3 separate regions of the Mus musculus genome follow, and regions 2 and 3 are each linked to region 1. The links are chromatin contacts, called in public Hi-C maps. All regions are on one chromosome and are shown on one strand. The core of a region is the stretch at or near the end of the contact, and the rest is flanking DNA. Distances in the headings are between cores, read along the strand shown. Region 1 overlaps Prkcb (protein kinase C, beta). Region 2 overlaps Prkcb (protein kinase C, beta). Region 3 overlaps Prkcb (protein kinase C, beta).

What was found. A called contact is a pair of places that touch in the nucleus more often than the background predicts.
Region 2: a Hi-C map of bone marrow-derived macrophages shows a contact between it and region 1, with 39 read pairs. The contact joins two enhancer-like sites. A contact is called at or near these places in 1 of 15 datasets of contacts at CTCF or cohesin (pro-B cells), 16 of 484 Hi-C or Micro-C datasets (B cells, the HL-1 cell line, bone marrow-derived macrophages and 9 more) and 5 of 115 datasets of contacts at active chromatin or transcription factors (T-cell acute lymphoblastic leukemia, bone marrow-derived dendritic cells, double positive thymocytes and 2 more).
Region 3: a contact with region 1 is called in a Hi-C map of bone marrow-derived macrophages, with 35 read pairs. The contact joins two enhancer-like sites. A contact is called at or near these places in 1 of 15 datasets of contacts at CTCF or cohesin (large pre-B cells), 14 of 484 Hi-C or Micro-C datasets (B cells, the CH12 cell line, DN3 thymocytes and 7 more) and 4 of 115 datasets of contacts at active chromatin or transcription factors (T-cell acute lymphoblastic leukemia, acute myeloid leukemia, bone marrow-derived dendritic cells and 1 more).

What each region holds. Positions count from the first base shown.
Region 1 is chr7:122,456,779-122,461,116 of GRCm38.p6, reverse strand. It overlaps Prkcb (protein kinase C, beta), which reads right to left. Exons shown (of 17, transcript NM_008855.2): 4 at 3,791-3,902; 5 at 2,945-3,073. Among named protein-coding and RNA genes, the nearest start is that of Gm51497, 160 kb to the right of the region's middle. Within about 2 kb of position 1,691, at least 36 of the 459 cell types and tissues checked have an H3K27ac peak or open chromatin away from gene starts, as enhancers often do. A contact at or near this core is called in acute myeloid leukemia, bone marrow-derived dendritic cells, bone marrow-derived macrophages and 1 more, where this site is marked.
Region 2 is chr7:122,327,937-122,332,601 of GRCm38.p6, reverse strand. The region is part of intron 2 of Prkcb (protein kinase C, beta); the gene reads right to left. Among named protein-coding and RNA genes, the nearest start is that of Gm51497, 34 kb to the right of the region's middle. Within about 2 kb of position 3,226, at least 29 of the 459 cell types and tissues checked have an H3K27ac peak or open chromatin away from gene starts, as enhancers often do. A contact at or near this core is called in bone marrow-derived macrophages, where this site is marked.
Region 3 is chr7:122,307,736-122,311,949 of GRCm38.p6, reverse strand. The region is part of intron 2 of Prkcb (protein kinase C, beta); the gene reads right to left. Among named protein-coding and RNA genes, the nearest start is that of Gm51497, 13 kb to the right of the region's middle. Within about 2 kb of position 1,544, at least 82 of the 459 cell types and tissues checked have an H3K27ac peak or open chromatin away from gene starts, as enhancers often do. A contact at or near this core is called in acute myeloid leukemia, bone marrow-derived dendritic cells, bone marrow-derived macrophages and 1 more, where this site is marked.

The DNA of each region.
Region 1 (4,338 bases), core at 442-2,941:
TTCAGAAGAATTGGCCATTCTGATCATGGCCTACAAGAGCCACGGGAGTGAAGAGACAACTTGGGTTTCAGCAGTGGGGAAGATAGACGCCCTTCTGCCCAGGGAAGGGCTGGATTTATGCACAGCATATGAGACCCAGGTCTGACAACGGTGTCCCAGGCTGGTGGCCAGTAGAAAGTTCTAACCCCACAAGTGCGTCTAGGGTTTGTGTGAGGTAAAACACAAGGCCACTTCTGGTGCAGAACTTCTGAGAAGGCCCCAGGCAACCTTTAAGTCTCTTATTAGAATCAATAAATAAGGTTATGCTAAGCACAGCCTATGCCTGAATTGTGAAGGAGTTATTAGCAAGGTGTAGTGACACGGTGGCCCAGATGGGAATCTCTGCTCTGTCTCTGATCTTGGTTAAGCTTTGCCAAGTCTTAGTCTCTCTTGGCCTGTGAAGGCAACAGCATTAGTCCATTGAGCAATCTCACAGACACTACTAAAATGCTTGCAGCTTTATAATTAAAGTTTGCGGGACCCTAAGGATGGAAAATTCTATTCTGAACTTTAAGGGGGCCTCAACTTTTCTACCTTCCATTATTGAGTTGAATTGTGACCCCCCCCCCAAATCCTAAGTTCAAACCTGCATCCTGCCACCTGTGACCATGACCTTATATGGACATAAAGTCCTTATGGTTGTGCTCAAGTGAGGATCAGGTCATAGTAGGTTAAGGTGGGCCACAATCCAATGGTTGGCATCCTAATTTAGCAGACGTACAGCAAAGAACACATACACATTAGAGTCACAGAACCCCAAAGACTGTCAGCAACCAGCAGAAGTATAGATCAGAGTCCCTTGGAGCCCAGCACAGGGAATAACACTACTGACCTAGACCTTCAGGACTCTGCAAGAATCAAAGTCCATGGTACTTTGTTGCTATAGCAACAGATATCACAGATGTGTCCCAGGACAGCCTGAGAGACATTAGTACAATTATGCAGAATACCTGACCTTGAGCTCAAAAGACTCCTGTGCCCTCAAATCATCAAAGACTCCGAGTGGATTCCCCTAAGAGCTACTGCTGCTAAACTAGAAAAGGAAATAAATGGGAAACTAAGCAACGAGACGAAGCTAAGCTAAAACAGTAACTTGGTGTGTATAGGAGAGTGCTTTCAAGTCAGTTGGACCTAGCTGGGGAACTGAGCACCTGATGAACCTGTTTCAGGATGGGTACCAGGATAATGCTCACTTCCCTAGATCACATTCCTAAAATGAACTTATCAGGCAAGATGGTCCTGTGGCTCTAAATACACTCTGTAAATGTGACTGCCCATGGCAACCGTTTTCAACCACTAGGTGGCAGCAGAGCCTCAGTTTTTGTCCCTCAGGCACTGAAGGCTCAAGTCAATGGTGAGGGATAGGGCAGGCTTTCCTTGAACTTGTTACCCTAAGATTCTCTGTTGTCCCACTCCTACCCCACAAGCACCTCTCTGGGAGACAGCTGCCTCCTCCCTTGGCCTGTCCTTGAAGGAAAAGCCTCTTGATGAAGCCATCTTCTCTAAGAACTCACCAGGTTTCTGAAACGGCCCTTTCAAAAAGGAGTTATAGTTTTTAACTTTTATATGGTTTAAGCAAACTCTGACCACATTAGGGCTCAGCAGGTCAGTGCTACTAAACCCTTCTGGGGCCTCAGAAATTGGCCAACTTAACAAAACCGACTCCTTCCGTGATGAAATGGTGAGGCCTTGTATATACAAATTAGTTACGTAAGTCTACAGAGTTTGTGTCGCAAGCCTGGAAGAAACGGTTCCTTCAAATCCCCACACCATTGTGTCTAGTTTTTTTGTACTGGTTTTGCCGTGAGGAACGGGTAAGTCTCTGCCAGTCCAGCACAGGTGAATTCCTATTCTCTGAGTATCACAGATGCTCACCACAGAAAAGCAGATAGGCCCTTCTTTCTGCCCTTTGTGTGTCTCCTCTCCTAGGCAAATTGCTGTGTTTTCTCAGTTCAGACACAAAACAAGTATGCAGAATATTATAGTGATTGGCATAGCTCCCAACAGGTTAAAATAAATTTTGGAGGCCCCGGATAGTTCTCTGGCCTGCATACCCCCTCCCTCCCTCTTTAAGACATAAATTCTTCCAAATTTGGTGTTGGTCATCAAGACTCTATGTTCCCATTGGAAAAGTCTGGGGAGGAAGCAAGGATGCCTTCTCTGTTATCTGAAAAAGGGCACAGGCACTTCACGTTCCAGGAGACGCGGAGAGAACAGATAGGAGGCAGGAAGAAGATTCTGTGAAATTATAAGTCCTTTCAGTATCCTCAATACAAGGAAACCATAGGTGTCTGAGCAGTGCAGACATATGTGAAAATTATCTTGATTTGGTCATTATGATTTGCACATGTGTCAAAATATACCACGTCCACAAATGTATACTATTACTGTATTTTAATTACACATTCTTTGTTGCTGCTATTGTTGTTGTTGTTTTAAAGAAGGGCGAATGGAGGGCTCAGGTGGCCCAGAGATACATGAAGGTTACCTTGACTTGATGGTCACATATTGTACATGTGTCAGATATACTGTGGCCACAAATAAATACAATTATTATAATTTCAATTTCACATTTTGTTTTTAGAATGAAGCCTGGAAGGCTCAGCTGCCCTTTAGGCAGCTGAAGCCACCTCAAAGTGCTGAGAAGGTGGCTTTGAGGTTCCACAGTCTGAGGACTTCACTGTGGAGAAGGGCCACACTGGAGGCAGGAGCAAAGCAGCCACATTATGCACATTATGCCCCTCCGTGCACCTGTGACCTGCCTGGGCACTATCCCCACCCCCACCCACCCACCTCCCACCCCCTCACCCCTTCCCACCCCACCCCCACCCCCTCACATGTTCACGGAACTCTGGAACCCTGAAGCTCGGGCACCTCCCGATGCAGGAGCCTCGGGGCCACCTACCAACAACAATGAGAACCTCTCTGTCGATGTGGGCCTGGATATAGATGCGGCCGCGGCGTTCCGTGTGGTCAGTGCCGCAGAGGCTGGGGACGTTCATCACGCAGCGCTTGTGCACGTTCATCATACAGGCTGTGAGGGCAGAGAGAGGGAAGGGAGGAATGGCTCAGGCTGGTTCAGGTTGGCCCACGCTGGGGGCTCCAGGCATCAGCTGTACCTAGACCCACCGGTGCCTTCCTGTTCCCTGACCTTAGTGACACCCACCTAGCAGAGAACAAGTTACATCCTATCAGAAGGACTTCTCCAAATCTTTCTCCCAACCCTGATGCATGAAGGAAGGATGGGGGTCATTCTCCTTGAAGGCTAAGTTATAGCCTGAAGCAGTACCTCTATATTTCTATACTCCTGTGGTTCTGAAGTGCCAACTCAAATGCCCAGTGCACCATCCTGCAAGTGAGGGAAGATGTGGAGGTGGTCCCGTGGAGGACAAGGCCACACCCACCCAAGTAGACCCTATAGGAATGTTTACACGATGTTGTCAAACTGCCCCATGTTTAATGTCATCAAGAACACACTTACGTAAGATATCTCCTAGTTTAAAGTAGTGACATTAATAGCTTGAGTTCCCCAGAGAGCGGACACAACAGGGAGGTGGTGTATAGGAAGTGTTCTGCACGGGGATGAGCTGGCCCACCTTGTTATGGGGAGAAGACCTCAATACAGGACATCGGGTAACAACAGTACCTTTCCTACCCAGGGGTCAGGGGACACAGTGCAGACGTGGACCCTAAGCCATTAGGATAGAAGCCTCTCTTGTGGCACATGCCCCCCAGGACGTCAAGGACTTACTGTCGCATTTCATCCCCTGGTGAATAAGTCCATACAGCAGCGATCCACAGTGGTCACAGAAGGTAGGACTGGAGTACGTGTGGATCTTAAACTTGTGTTTGCTCCGGGGGTCCTGAGACCAAGAGAAACAGACAGAAGAGGCCACCGTTAGTGAGGAGAGCAGAGGACTGTGCCTGCATTGAATGGACAACTCATGAAGGACTGAACCGGGTCCTGCCATGCCCGTCAGGACCATCGCTGGAGCACCATGCACGGACTCGATACTAGACAAGTGGGGTCAGAGGGGTGGGTACGTAAGACAGATGACTGGTCAAACTCCATGTCCAGAAGGCATTCACAGGGCCAACCTGCAAATCCTAGCACTCAGCAGGCCCCCTGCTCCTAGCTCCACCCACCCCTTCCTTCTGCAAACAGTCTTCTAGAGTGATCTAAACCCAAGTCTAACCACAAAGTGTTCCCACTTACAGGTCATTTGACCCTCAGGGAACAACCTTCACAGAGGACAGTCTACAAGCCGTGGCCGAGAGGGCCGGGGTTCCACCCCTCCC
Region 2 (4,665 bases), core at 1,977-4,476, 130 kb after region 1:
ATCAGACAATCCCTGTGTTGCCCAAATAAGCCAGGAGCCTTTCCAAGTTCACCCTCTAGACTGAGTGAGCAAAGAAGGCAGATTCAAAACCCTGCTAAAAAGATCCTGACGGATCCATCCTTGCGTTAATGAACTCCAGTCAGTCACAACATAGATATTAGACCTGAGATAACACACTTGGCTGAGATAAAAGCACATGGTGAGTCTAGTGCTGGAGGTAACATGATGTCAAACTACAGGATCGGCTCCATCTCTCTCAAGCACCTTTTCTTCCTCAACAAAATGTGTCCCACACTTCCCCCTAGACTGTGTTAAGCATCCATAAGAACTAACCATTTTCTCTTATGCTCAAGACTCTCGGGCATCCAGTAAATACATGTGGAACCAAGCCGTAAGAGCGAGGGCCTCCTCACTTCACATGAAATGGGAAAGCAAGTTGTTTAACTTTTCACAAGGCCACTGTGCATCCTACCTTCTGATTAATATGAAATAGAAATAAAGTCGTCTTGGAAATAATATGCTCAATCCCTGGAGATAAAAGCTCTGGGGCTTTTGCACAGTGAGGTTTAAGAATCACTGAAGCAAGAGTTAAAGCTCATGACCTTAAAACGATTTAATCCACATCAGCTGACTTCGCATCCTGAAGCAACAGAGCTTTAAACCAACCATGTCATCAGCCCTTAAAGTCCAGGCACAGAAGGGCAAGGGGTGTTATTTCACAACATACTTACTGAGATGAATGGTGTGTGTGTAGGGGGGGTGAGCTTTCCCAACACATCTGTCTAGCACCAATTAAAATGAGTGTTGAGGCCTTCAACAAAGGTCTCCTCTCAAGGGCTCCCAGTAACAGGTACATCTTTATCACTGAGACCAAGGGACTCATGCCATTTATTAACAGGCATTTGTTTCAGCAAATGTCATGGTGAGATGTGGGATACAGCCGTCTCCCAATTTGTACACACTTCTGAGCTGTTGGTGAATACAGCTCTGGGAGGCCGTGGGCAGGGGGCTATGGGTTTTCACACATTACACTGGGAAGACTTCTGACTACATGAGAAGGTGGATTGTGGGCTGCCAGCCAAGCTAAACACTAACAAATTTCCTTCTGGCCCAAGCCTGCAAACTCTGCTTCTGCCTTCAGTAGAAGACCCCTCCCTGGGTCACTGTGATAGGTATCTTCTACCAATAGCCTCATGAAATGCTTAGCAACACAGCCCCTAGGAAACTAAGCATGGGATTTAGTGCTGAAATCACTAAAGCTGACTTTCTCTGTGGCTCTCTCTCTCTCTCTCTCTCTCTCTCTCTCTCTCTCTGTGTGTGTGTGTGTGTGTGTGTGTGTGTGTGTGTGTGTGTGCGTGTGCGTGTGTGTCTGTCTCTGTCTCTGTCTCTGTCTCTCTCTCTCTCTCTCTGAGTATCTGTCTGTCTGTCTGTCTCTCACCCCCATGTCTCCATACCTTTCACATTTTATTTTATGTGTATGGATATTTAGCCTCCACATCTCCATATCTTTGCATCACTTGTGTGCTCATGCCCATGAAGGCTAGAAGAAAGCATCAGATCTCCAGAAACTAGAATTATGGACAGCTGTGAGCCACCACATGGGTACTAAGAATTGAACCCAAGTCCTCTTGAAGAGCAGTCAGTGCTCTTAACCACTGAGCCATCTTTTCAGCCCCTGACTGAGTCTCTTCATTAAAAGCTCTTACTTTGTCTTTCTTTGTTGAACTAGAAAAGAAGAGGGTGTTGGATGTTTTTGGCACTGAAGTTACAGACATGACCCACATGCGGTATTGGGGATTGAACCCAGATCCTCTGGAAGGGCAGCCAGTACCCTTAAACACTGAACTATCTTTCCAGTCCACAGAGATTGTTTTAATAATCACAGCTGGATGTGGTGGTACACATGTGAACTTATAATACTTAGAAGACCATAACAGGAAGACCTCAAATTCAAGGTCACCCCAGGCTATATAGTATGACTGTGTCTCAAAAATCACCATCATAAACACAATGACCCCTGACAAAGCCTGACACCACCTTCAGGTTTGCTCAACATAGGGAAATGGGGTAGAGTCCCTTGGAAGATGCCCAGGAGGGACCCTGTCTCTTGTTTACATATTTTATTATTTCTAAAAATAATATTTATTAACATGCTCAGCAGGAAAGGAACTGGAGAACAGGGAACACATAATTCTATAAAGCATGCTCTGTTATTATTCCTCAACATCTTATTTACAGCTGAGGCAAGGAAAGGGTTATAAACTTAACTAAGACTACATACACCAGTGAGAGGTAGAGCTGGGGTTCACACCAAGGCAGGATTCATCTATACTCCTCATCATTATACTGTATTAAATGTGGTGGGGAAGAGGAAGGAAGGAAGGAAGGAAGGAAGGAAGGAAGGAAGGAAGGAAGGAAGGAAGGAAGGAAGGAAGGGTATATGGCCAGCCATCTTGCTCTTTTGGTAGAAGGGCTCACACTCTTACAGAGATCACATTCACCCCACCAGCCTTTGAGAGTCTCCAGAGCCCCTGGTACAGAAAAGCTGTCACAAGGTTCTGAGCACAAGGCCAGGGCCCTTCATCAGACATGAAGTATGGTCTCCAGTAAGACCCTCCCAGACACCGAATAATCTCAATTTCTCTCTCGCCAAAGAAGGGGTTCCCTTCTTGAGGTGGCAAAAAGTAACTCCATCTTGACAAAAACAATCAAACCCAAGCCAGCTCAGGGCAGCCCAGACAGGTTGTGGTAGAGAAAAATCAGACTATGGCTGGAAGAAGGCAGCCACGTGGTGGTTATGGCAAAAAACCAATGGTGTCTGAGTCAGAGGCAGCTGGCTTTGAGGGTTTCCTCTTCCTTGGCACTAGCTAATGCTTAAAGTGGGAAATGGTCACAAAGCTATTATCTGACTATCAACAGACTCAGCTTCCTGGATGAAGAGAACACAGAAAGGAAGCAAGGGAAGAGACCCTGAGTGATCAATCCCCGTGCAGCCCATACCCCAGCCTGGCCCTAATCTGGCTCACGGGAGCATGCCCACCAACTCCCCATCTCCCAGAAGACAACTACCTCCCAATTCACAGAGACACTGGAAGAGGGTTCACAGAACTGCCTTCAGCCAAGGCCAGGCTACACACTGCTTCATCAAGTACCCCCATGACCTCACACCTAGAAAAACCCACTCTGACACAGGACCTGTCCCAGAAGGCTAGCTCAACCCAGCAAAAGTATTAATTCATTAATAAGGACACACAACCTTCTTTAGCTATGCTTTGCCATGGTCAGGTTGGGACATGGAAACAGGAAGAGAAACAGCCTAAAGGGAAAAAGAAAAGAGAGTAGAGCAAGCCAGATGACTGTAGTCAAGTGTAGGAGCGAGAGATGTGCTCATGAGAAAGCTGGATCTTGGAATGAGAAGTGGAGCTTTAGACGAACACCCTGGGTCCTGTATGATTGCTGAGATTCGAGTCAAGTCTCAACAGAAAGAAATTCTTTCCCCTGGTGTCATATATCTGTATATTTCTCAGCACGAATTTCCATTAACTGCATATCCAATGCAGCTGTCTTCAGGAACTGTGGGCCAGAGGGGCTGCAGAGGGTACAAAGAAGACCATCTCCCAACTGCATAAGAAATCCAAAATGGGTTAAGTTAGTAGTAATGTTGATAATAATCAGTGAATTACATTCCTAAAGAAATAGGAGTCTGTCCTGCAGTGCCTGGGAGGCTGAGGCAAGACAATGGAGAATCTGAGACTAGGAGGCTACAAAGGAAGGGAGAGAACTCTGGAGGGAGGAACAGAAGAAGAGAAAGAAGAGGAAAATAATGAGAAAAGGTGAAGGAAACTTGGCATCGTTTGGTTACTGCCTGGCACACAGTAGGTCTACTGAAAGAATCACTTGTTGTTTTGTTTTTATTTTTATTATTGGCTCCGTGGAGTCACACTTCACGTGTTCTATATCACGTGATCTTCACAGTAAGTCCTGAAAGGTAGACATTCTCTTTGATTGGCTGCTTAAGTCTAGAGAGATTGAATGACTTATCCAAGGTCATCTATCAAGTGGATTTGAAATTCAAATCCAAGCCTGCCCAACCACGAAGGCCCCTGTACCTAATCCTTACTCCATTACAGACAGTCAGTTATTAATATTTGCTGGAGAAATAAATGGCACCATGGACAGAGGGCTTCTAAGATATCCCACAAGAACAAGAGACAGACAAGTGCCCAGGCTCCTCCAGATACAGCGGCTGCCCAGGAATCCTGCAAGGGAAAACCAAGAGAACTCTAGCTTTCTATACAATGAAGTATTAATGTTCACAAAGGGAAATTTTAAAAGAGCAACAGAGAGGAAGTCAAGGCTGATCTGCTTTAGAAACAAAACATGTAAATCTATGAAAATACTAGCTGAATATTCACATGCCCATGTTGTGGGGAATCCACAGGATTTCCCATGAGATTTGTTTATACAGAAATGACCTGAGTATGGGACATGAATGCTGTGTCTTGAGAATGGCCTAATATCTGAGTCAGATTATGGCTCAAATCCCTTCTGGAACCTTACGTCGGTGACTTACACAGTCTAGATCTCTCTCTTCTCGTCTGCAGCAGTTCTGCCAAAATGGTGGCTAGTAGCCATGTGTAGCTACTAAGTATGTGACATTTGGCT
Region 3 (4,214 bases), core at 295-2,794, 150 kb after region 1:
GGTCTTTCTTCTTAGCCATGGTGTGTAATTTATTTTAATTAGCTGATACTTTTGCATCTTTCACAAACTTTTTTTTTTAACTACAGCAAGACAACTCACCCATGGTTGGTCACAAAGTCCAGTTAACTCTAGTATCATGAATGAACGTGGCCATGATTACAGACCTGAGGCAGGTCCCACTCCCCCACTGACCCCATGAACCCCTAGGTGATTTCTCTCTCCTCCAAGAAAACTGTGTGCCACATTTGGCTTGAGGCTGTTCTAATGGCCTGGAGAGGTTAAGCCCTTTCCTGGTGGTGATAATTAACATTTTTAATGTAGGTGATTTACAGCCACTGACGTTAACTACGCTCTTACCCAGTTTCAGTAGGGGGTGAACAGAGGCAAAGGCCTTAGGGGTGGAGGAAGAGGGAGCTCCAGGCTCCAACATAAACCAGGGAACCAGGACTGAGGTTCTCAACTCAGAAAGAAAGGGGGAAGCGACGAAATATGATACAATGTTTAAAACATATGCCAGCATGACTAGACGGTTTCTTCTTTACTGGAAGCATAAACCACCCTTCCAGAACCTTTACTCGGCTCCTTCTAATCTCAAGGGCAGAATCCATATCCACATGTATAGAATCAGACCTACCTATGTCCACAGAGGGAGCAACTGACCACCGACGGCCACCAGATGAAGAAATACCCATGCCACCAAGAGCCCATTACTGAGCTGGGCTGGGTGTGGTGGAGCACACCTCCAGGAGGTGGAAGAGAAGGATGGGAGAATGGGAGGAGGTTCAAATCTAGCCTGAGCTATATAGCAAAACTACACACACACACACACACTCCAAAGGCTATTCTAAGCCATATGCTGTTTCTTACACTAAGAAATCTCAGAGACACAAGTCATAAGACATGCCCCATCCCCCTCCACTAGAGATGGAGGACTAGAGAGGACTCTGCCCTAATGTTTTCTATTCGCTCATTGTCACCAGAAATACAGGGTCTGCTCGTAGAGCCTTTTCTTCCCCCCCCCCCCAGCCCCCCTGAACTTCTCACGATCTACAGCGATGGCTTTGTGAGTTACCTTGGTGATTGCTTGTTCGTTTACTGTCTAGTCTCACCTGGAACGGAAGTTACGTAAGAGACCTGGACTTTACCTCACTTGCTCACTGAAGTGGCTCCAGGATCTGGCACACAGTAGGTGCTTTCCTAATGAGGCTCCATGAATATTTTATAACCTGGAAAATGAGAAGACCTCCCGAAATAGCACCAGAAACCTGACAGAGTGCCCGGCAGGAGGTGCAGCTTACTGACAGAGATGGCAGATGAGGAGAGGGGATGAGAAATGTCCACTCCTGCTCCCAGTGAGCAGACAAGCTTAAGATTTGACCAGGATTCTTTGCTGTGACTTTGTGGGCTCCTCGCAAGTTACAATTCCCATGCCTGTGGTCCTTCAGTGAGAAAGGACATTTTTACCCCATACTTGACCTTAGCTGTGACAATACTCTCTATTAGTAACTGGCTGATACAGAAATAAGTCCTGTAACTTCCTCTTTTATTTTAAAAAAGGTGGGGGTGGGAACTGAACTCTGAACTTCCTCCTGCTAACCACAGCTTACTACTGCCTTTTACTTTGGTGAAAACGCTGTCAGATAAATAATAACCAGTCTGGTTATTATTGGTCTAATTGGTGCTGACAGCAGGTCTCTGTGCACAATTTCTTTCTGGAATATTGCTCACTGCGAGCAACCTTTATTCAGTAAAGGAACCCGACCAGCAGTTCTCACTGGAAAGAAGTCCACCGTGAAGCCACCCACCTGGGCCGTGGGCTGCTACCATTCACGGAGGGGGCACTTCCCAAATGAGACTGAGCCCAATCGACCTTCAACTCTCAAGTGTGTGTCTGCTGTCAGAGACCCTGAGCAGAGGCCCCATTTACCAGCTTCGTGGCGTGGGGAACGACTTAACCACCTGGGTGTCAATTTCCCCAAGAAAGAGCTTGTTTCTTGTACGGTCAAGCAAGATTCAGCCAGATCCAGTCTCTCTGTGGAGAGCAAACATAAACTGTGGGCATTTTTTTTTAAGTCAAAGCAAATGAAAGCAGATTCTGATGGGCACATAGCAACTTGAAAGGAGGGAGTGACAGTTTTACAGTTTTTGCCCTTAAAACAGACTGCGTCGGCAGTTAAAGCTCCAAATTTAAAAGATAAAAATGAAACAACAACAACAAAAAAATCTAGGCAGAGGAGACGGCTCACTCAGTAAAGTGTGTAGCACCCAGGCTTGAGGACGGAGCTTGATCTCCACACTCACGTAAAAGCCAGGCTTGCGGGTGCGCAGCCCTGAGGAGGCAGGTCCTGGGCTCACTGGCCAGCCAACTTAGGCTACATGGAAAGGTCCAAGCCAGTGAGAGACTCTGTCTCTAAAAACAAAGTAGACATCACCTGAGAAATGAAACCTGACGTTATCCTCTGGCATCCACACACACACACACACACACACATTACATAATACACATACGTGAATGCACACACGCACCACACAAACACACATTTTTTTTTTTTAAGTTCTGGAGTGCATATCAAAAAGACAGATTCCAGGTCACCAAGAGCTGCTAGATAGTTACTAGGGAGCTAGTAGATAATTAATAGATAACTAAGAGATAGGTAATAATTACTTCAAAAGTACCACCAAAAGAAGAGCATTACAATTACAGTCTGTGTGCAATCCTGTCCAAGACTCTAATGAACTCAGGAACTGGGTGTGCATTAGGCAGCCTTGAAGAAGACAAGGATAAAACTCAGAACAGAGCTGGCATCTGAGCCGATGTTCACAGACGACAAACTAGCCAAGCCAATGACCTGATTTATTTAAAAACAACAAAATCCATAGTTCCCACAACATAATATTCACAATGTCCAGTGTACAGTCTTAAATTACTTGATGTATGAAAAACATCTAAGGAGGGATAACTCAACTCCAAGGGACAGTTAATCAAGCGAGACATGCGGAGAGGAAAAACCACTCCTATTATATTGTGGCAGCCATCCGAAATTTCAGGAGAGGTATTGCATTCAGCTGCAAGTGACAGAAATGACTTATCTTGAAATGACTCAAGCAGTAAGAAAGTTAATTGTCTAACAAACAAAATTTGAGAGTTTTTCTCCACCTTTTCCCACTTCTGCTCAGCAAGGCAACCCTGTCCCTCTGACAACAGACACTTGTCACAGCTCTATGCATAACGGAGGTACCACAAGTTCTTACAACAAATCCTTGACCCCACGTTCCCCTCTCCTTTGCACATCATTCTCTAACAATATGGTTCTTGTGTGTGTGTGTGTGTGTGTGTGTGTGTGTGTGTGTGTGTGTGTGTGTGTAGTAGTAGTAGTAGTAGGTAGGTGGTAGGTATGAGCTTTTGAAGGTCCAAGAAAGGAGACACCAGTGAGGAAGAAAAAATTTGGGAAGATCCTGAATCTCTGATGAGCCGTCCCTGACTACCTCCACTCTGAAAGGAACGACTTACCTCCTAATGCTTGTCAAAGTGTTCATTATTAACAGACAAAGAATCCTTAAATAAATGGAAAGTGCTTAAAGTATGGATGGATGGATGGATGGATGAATGGATGGATGGATGGATGTATTTATATGAGTGCTATATTTGCATGCATGCCAGCATGACAGAAGAGGGCGTCAGATCCCACCATAAATGGTTACAAACCATCATGTAGTTGCTGGGAATTGAACTCGAGACCTTTGGAACAGCAGTCAGTACTCTTAACTGCTGAGCCATCTCTCCAGCCCCATAAGTAAATTTAAAAAAAAAAAACACTAGAATTGGAGAACTAGTAACATTTTATATAAATAGAACACAAGCATGAAAAAGATAATGAAAGTGATAATTAAGTCTCCACCAGGAGTGTGGTGGCCCCTGACTCTGATGCCAACACTCAAGGGCAGGAGGAACGGGAATTCCAAGCTATTCTGAACTACATAGTGAGTCCTTGTCTCAAAAAAAGGGAGGGGGAGAAGAGAGGAAGAGGGAGAAGAAGAGAAGCAGGAGGGAGTTTTAAAATATGCTCACTCCAAAGTCCAACAGTCCCCTCACTAACTAGAATTGTTTTTAATTAAATCTCATGTTTAATGTCATACTTCATTAGAACCCTTGAGTATCTCCAGGAATATGGTTTAGATATTTGTAAGTATTTCTTGGTCTATTAGCTACTTTC